Linked DNA regions of Oryctolagus cuniculus: region 1 is linked to region 2. The links are chromatin contacts, called in public Hi-C maps. All regions are on one chromosome and are shown on one strand. The core of a region is the stretch at or near the end of the contact, and the rest is flanking DNA. Distances in the headings are between cores, read along the strand shown.

Evidence for each region. A called contact is a pair of places that touch in the nucleus more often than the background predicts.
Region 1: a Hi-C map of an unstated tissue shows a contact between it and region 2, with 2.8 times the contacts expected there. The contact joins the promoter of ARF6 here to the enhancer-like site in region 2. A contact is called at or near these places in 3 of 6 Hi-C or Micro-C datasets (ear pinna, skin fibroblasts and an unstated tissue).

The regions. Positions count from the first base shown.
Region 1 is chr12:26,199,597-26,202,743 of mOryCun1.1, reverse strand. ARF6 (ARF GTPase 6) reads left to right here and starts at 1,399. Exons shown (of 1, transcript XM_051822816.2): 1 at 1,399-3,147. The coding sequence starts at 1,679. The coding sequence ends at 2,206.
Region 2 is chr12:26,119,848-26,122,958 of mOryCun1.1, reverse strand. No RefSeq gene overlaps it. Among named protein-coding and RNA genes, the nearest start is that of ARF6, 80 kb to the left of the region's middle. Within about 2 kb of position 1,553, at least 3 of the 8 cell types and tissues checked have an H3K27ac peak or open chromatin away from gene starts, as enhancers often do. A contact at or near this core is called in ear pinna, where this site is marked.

The DNA of each region.
Region 1 (3,147 bases), core at 150-2,649, 80 kb before region 2:
AAATAAAAAAAATAAAAAAAAAAACAACTCAAGCGTATTTCCTGTTTTTTTTTTCCTCCCCTTATTTGATATTTACTTTAGCTTTCACTTTCTTTCAACTTTAGAGTAACCCTTCGATACAAAGATTTCCTTGGTCTTCCACCAACATGGTATTATTTCATCCTCCAAGCGGGGCGGAGTAAGCGAGGTCAGTTTACACAGGAGATCAGCGAACGAGGTTAAGTGGCCTCTCAGGTTCTACACCCTACGCTAAGGTGACTGCAGCACGGGTGGGTGGGTGGGTGAGCAGCTGCCGCTCCCATACTAAAAGGAAGTGACACTGGACTAAGAACAGTTCATCGCGTTCCAGAAAGCTCTTCACCGCCAGCTTTTACAAGAAACGTGAGCTGGTCCTGATGCAACACGGACAGGGCTCCAGTGTTCGAGAGAGGGGCTTCCGAGCAAACCCGAGCCCAGCCACGGCGCGCCACTGACTGGCGGGTTCAACACGAGCGCGCCGGCCTCCCATGCGTCTTCCAGGAAAACCCTGAACACCAGAGGCAACGATACCAAGGAGGGGGTCGGAGAAAAAGCTAAAAAGCGGCCAAGGCGTCCCCGGGAGACCCGGGGCGCGCGAAGTCCGCCGAACTTTCCGGGCCTGCAAGCGGCTCCGTGGGGGCGGCTCGTCCGGCGGCCCCGCCCTTGCGGAGGCTCCATTTCCCCACCTCCCCGGAGTATTTGCTCCCCGGACTGCGGGGGCGGGCAGAGGCGCGGAACGAAGGGGCCGCCGAGCGCGCAGACGCGGCGAGAGCGACAGGTGGGCGCGGGCCAGAGCCCGAGGCGCGCGGGCTCGGGCGGGCGGCACCCGCGAGCCCTCCGGGACGCCGTAGCCCCGCCCCCTCCGGCGCGTGGCGCCCGTGACGCTGGGCGCGCGGGCCGCTCTCCTTCCAGAGGTCGCTCTTGTCCGAACGGTCGGCCTGCGCTGCGCCTGCGTGGTCGGGAGGGGAAGTGAGGCGGTTTCTTGGGCGCCTTTTCCGGCAGCGGCAGCGGCAGAGCTGGGAGGAGGTGGCGGCGGCCGGAGCGAGCCCGTGCTCGGGGCGGCGGCTGGAGGTAACCCCCACCACCACCACCCGGCACCGACACCCGGGGGCCGAGCTGTTAAGGCGGGCGGCCTCGGCCTCCGCGCCCGCTCCCGTTCGGAGCTCCGGCGGTAACTCCCTTCTCCTTCTCTGTGTCTCCGCAGGCAGCGCGCTGAGTTCCCGCGAGGATCCATGACCTGACGGGACGCCGGCGCCGCGCTGCCTGACGGGTGGCCTGGGTCGGTGGCGAGCCCGGTAGTCGGCGGGCCGTCGGGCGGGCGGAGGAACGGGCACGGCGGCGGCGCTCGCGCGGCGCCTGCGGGGGGGAAGGGCAGTTCCGGGCCGGGCCGCGCCTCAGCAGGGCGGCGGCTCTCCGGGCGCAGACTCAGGGCCCCGGCGGCGGCGGCGGCTGGAGGAACCAAGTTGTGCGGGTCGGTGATGCCCGAGTGAGCGGCAGGCCCGGGCCTCTCGCCCCGTAGGAGGCGACTCCCACGCAGGCCGCACGGGCGCCCTCGCGGCAGGGAGGCTTCGTTTCGGTTTCGCGGCGGCGGCGGCGGCGTTGTTGGCTTGAGGGGGAACCGGGACACCTGAATGCCCCCGGCCCCGGCTCTTCCGTCGCGATGGGGAAGGTGCTATCCAAAATCTTCGGGAACAAGGAAATGCGGATCCTCATGTTGGGCCTGGACGCGGCCGGCAAGACCACAATCCTGTACAAGTTGAAGCTGGGCCAGTCGGTGACCACCATCCCCACCGTGGGCTTCAACGTGGAGACGGTGACTTACAAAAACGTCAAGTTCAACGTGTGGGATGTGGGAGGCCAGGACAAGATCCGGCCGCTCTGGCGGCACTACTACACCGGGACCCAGGGTCTGATCTTCGTGGTGGACTGCGCCGACCGCGACCGCATCGACGAGGCCCGCCAGGAGCTGCACCGCATTATCAATGACCGGGAGATGAGGGACGCCATAATCCTCATCTTCGCCAACAAGCAGGACCTGCCCGATGCCATGAAACCCCATGAGATCCAGGAGAAACTGGGCCTGACCCGGATTCGGGACAGGAACTGGTATGTGCAGCCCTCCTGTGCCACCTCAGGGGACGGACTCTATGAGGGGCTCACATGGTTAACCTCTAACTACAAGTCCTAATGAGCATTCTCCACCCAGCCCCCGGAAGGAGAGAAATCAAAAACCCATTCATAGGATTATCGCCACCATCACCTCTTTCAATCGCCACTTTCTCTTCTTTTGAATTTGAACTCTGGAGTTACAGTTCTACGGTTTAGGGAGGGGGGGTTGGGGTTTTTCTTTTTTTTTTGCTTTTTTTTTTTTTCTTTTCTTTATTCCGCTTTGCGTTAGGATGCTCTGATTTGACGTTTGACATGAACACAAAGTGCTAGGTGCTCTTGTTGACTTCCAGCAAATGGGGTGGGGGAAATACAGCAGTTCTTGGTAAAGTCCTTTATAATAATGGTTTGATTTTTTTATTTCTAGAGAATCTTTTTCCCCCCCAAATGTATGCTTTTTTCCTTTTTTTTTTATCCAGTTTCCTTATCACTTGCTGTAGATGGCTTATTTTGCATTCATGCAGACTATGTTGCAAGTCTGTTTCATCTAGTAAACTGAAAATTATTGCTTAATCAAACTGCCGTTTGTCTTTTATATTTAAGGCTCCCCCCCTTATGAATTCTAACTTAGTAATTTCAAATGTGACCTAAGACCAGTATAAGTAAACTTAGCCCACAGTGGCAAATAATGAGTAATATCATTGTAATATGTTCCAGTTGCACATCAGTATGTTAAACAGGTAATGTAAGAACTTATTTGAAATGTCAGCTATTAACTCCTAAGACATACATCATGCATGAGTAGGAATAAAACCCAGGGTCGTCATAACATAGCAAACTTAACACTGCAAAAAATATGAAAGTATAACCCGCCAAGGACATGAGGTTTTTTTTCACTGCAAAGTTAGCAACTTTTCCTTTTTTTAACATCAAAAATAGACTCCTTCCAGAAAATGGAGCAATAATGGTGTGTGCCACACACAGATATCTGTAGATATTTTAAGCGACTTTTGGGCAAAACTG
Region 2 (3,111 bases), core at 304-2,803:
GGGGCCATCTGCATGGGCATGTTGCACAGACCAACTGCTCATACCTGCAGGCAAATTGTGATGAGAGAACATGGCGTGTGGCAGATTTTCTTTGGTTTCAAGGATCACGTATCCGGTGGGTTTATTTATTTATTTATGTTTAGTTTAGCATCTTCGGAGAAAGGGGATGGTGAAGAGGCTTCATGGAAAATGGAAATGAAAAGATGATTTTGATGCAAAATTGCTTGGAAAGCCACACTCAGGTGTCTCAGGCTGTGTCTTTCCCAGGAACTTCTCGAAGACCCCTTGGGAGGGCAACTGATCAGGTGGTTAGTTGGCCTTCCCTGGAACAGGTATCCTGGAGCACACAGTACGGAGGTGGAGCACGGAGCGTTGAGGAAGCCACGCGTGAGCTCCCTGAGCGAGATACTGAAGCTGGAGCCCCTCAAGCCTGCGCTCACGGAGCTGGCGCAGGGAGCGGGGCGGGCGCCCCTCTGCGGCTCACGCATGGCCGTGCCCAGGGCTGCGGCTGTGGGCCAGGTTTCTGGTCACCTCTACCCAGGCTCTCTCGTCAAGGAAAGGCTGCCGAGTGGCCTGGAGGGTGAGGGCTCACTTCTGGCGGGTCGGTAGACCTGGTTCTCCCTTCCTTTTCTTAGAGATGCGTCTCAGCGCCAGCAGCCTGGGTTGTGCAGGGGTGGGGGTGGGGCGGGGGGTAGTGGTCGGGACCCGGCATTTTCTCTAAGCTCAAAATAAGAACATGGGACTCTAGCAGCCACCCAACCCGAGACCTCAGGAACTGCTAGGTTCACTGCTGTCATAAATGCAGTCTCATGTAACGGGCTTCCCTCTTTGTATCTGTAGAGTTCTTCTGTAGAGTTCTAGTTTTTTTTTTTTTTTTTTTCCTGGTCTCTTGTATGCAGGCTCTCTTGGTTGTGAGAACTGAATGTGTTTGGGGACAAACAAGTTACAATTATGAGGGAGAAACTTGGCAGTGGAACAAACCAGGCCGAGTGCTTGACAGGCACTGAGAAACAAGGCTTCTCAACTCGTCTCAGACCGTGCTCAAGAGCCTGGGCAGAACCAGGAGCTGGAAGCCACACAGAGGGCAGCCGGTCGGCAGCCCCCCGGGGCCCTCGCGTCCACGGGGGAGGCAGGAGGACAGCTCAGCCCTGCTGAGCGGGTGGTGGCAACCGCAGAGAGAGAACTGCTGGGAGACCGTGAAGAGGCAGAGGGCTGGACACAGCCGGGGCAGGAAGGAAACGCGGGGTGGCGGGAACCAGGAGCTCCTTTGCATACATGTTTGGATTTTTCTGGGCTCGCCTAATCCTCAGTCTTTGGGAGTTTGCCTTTTGCGAGGGTAAATGTGGTTTAATAGTGAGCAAATATTAGTTCACATGATTAAAACCTGTTGAGTTGAACAGGAAATAGTCAAGGCAGATCTGCAGGTGCCTACAGGCAAGGGTGAAGCCGGAGGATTATGGGATGTGGGTGCCCTGCCCCCCCCCCCTCCAGGGAGTGTCCCTGGACCGGAGCCATCAGGAAGGGGGCGGCAGGGTTCCAAACTGATTAATACGGTGTCACCCTTGGGAGAGTGCAAGAGGCTAAGGCACCCGGGGTGCGGGCGTTTTTGCTGATTGAAGGGCGGAGAGCATCCCTCTGACCCCCCCCCCCTTCCAATTCATTCAGGACCTGAAGTTTCCAAGACAACTGCGCCTCTCAATCTGTTCTCAGCTGCGCTCCAGGTTTTGCTACACATATTTCAAAAAGACGGTCCCTGTGTGACTTAAAAAAAAAGGAAAGCCAGCTTTTCTCCAATCCAATTCCGTGGCAGGCCGTGGGTTTTCTTCCCGGAGGGGAGCTCCCTGCCCCATCACCATCCCACATTCTTCTCATTCCGAGGCCTGGTCACACCAGGACGAGCAGCCCTGCTCCTCTGGCTCTCGGTGATGAATGGGAGGCGTGCCCGGCTCGCCCAGCTCGGCTCTGCCCCCGGTTTCCTCCGGAGTGCGGGCAAACGGGCATGTGAGTCACCAGCATCCATGGCGAGTTCCGACACACGTTGGGAGCGAGAAGTGAAATGCTCATGCGAAGTTCTTTTTTCTTTTTTTTTTAAAGATTTATTTAAAAGCCAGACAGAGAGAGAGAGAGAGAGAGAGAGAGATCTTTCATCTCCTGATTCACGCCCTAAAAGGCTGCAATGGCCAGGGCTGGGCCAGGCTGAAGCCAGGAGTGTGGAATTCCATCCAGGTCTCCTGCCTGTGTGGCGGGGCCCCAAGCACTTGGGCCATTTTCTGCTGCTTTCCCAGGCTCATTAGCAGGGAGCTGGATCAAAGTGGCGCAGCTGGGACTCAAACTGGTGATCATATGGGATGCTAGCGTCGCACTCATGAGAAGTTAATTGTGTGATGGAGTCTGATTGTGCTGACAACGGAAATGAACCTCAGAAATGAGCAGGCTACAGGTGTCACTCAAATAATATGTACAAAAATAGACAGCCTTTGTGGGGCCTGGTCTCTACAAACCCTTCTACCCTGACTACCATTTGGACAACCACCTTTATCCCTCTCCCACCCCAAATGGTTTGAGTAAGGTTGGCTTCGCCTGTGGTTCAAGGTAAGGCACATGACCCCAACTGGGCAGTAAAGAAAGCATATCCCGTTAGCCTAAGTGATTGGTTCAGGAGCGCTCATCTGACCCTGACTGGCCAATAAGAGATTTCCTTAGCTCAGTGGCTGATGCAGGGGCGGGCCTATGACCCAAGCTGGGTGAGTTTGGAATTTCTGCTGGAACTCAGGGCAAAGGCATCCTCCTGTGTCAGGGTTCCTGAGTGAGGGGCGCCATCACTGAGGGTCCTGAGTGGGGGGGGGGGCAGTGTGGTGCACCAGGTTAAGCAATTGCGTGCCACACCTGTGCCGATTCAAGTCCTGGCTACTCTGCTTCTGGTCCAGTTTCCTGCCAATGCCCCCGGCAGTGGAAGACGGCCCAAATACTCCCACGTGATGGATCCAGAGGCACCTCCTGCTTCCCGGCTGCCTCCTGGCCCAGACCTGGCGTTGTGGCCACCTGGGGAGTGAACCAGGAGATGGGAGATCTCTTTCTGTGGCTTTCTTTCTCTCCTTGTCATGCTGCCTC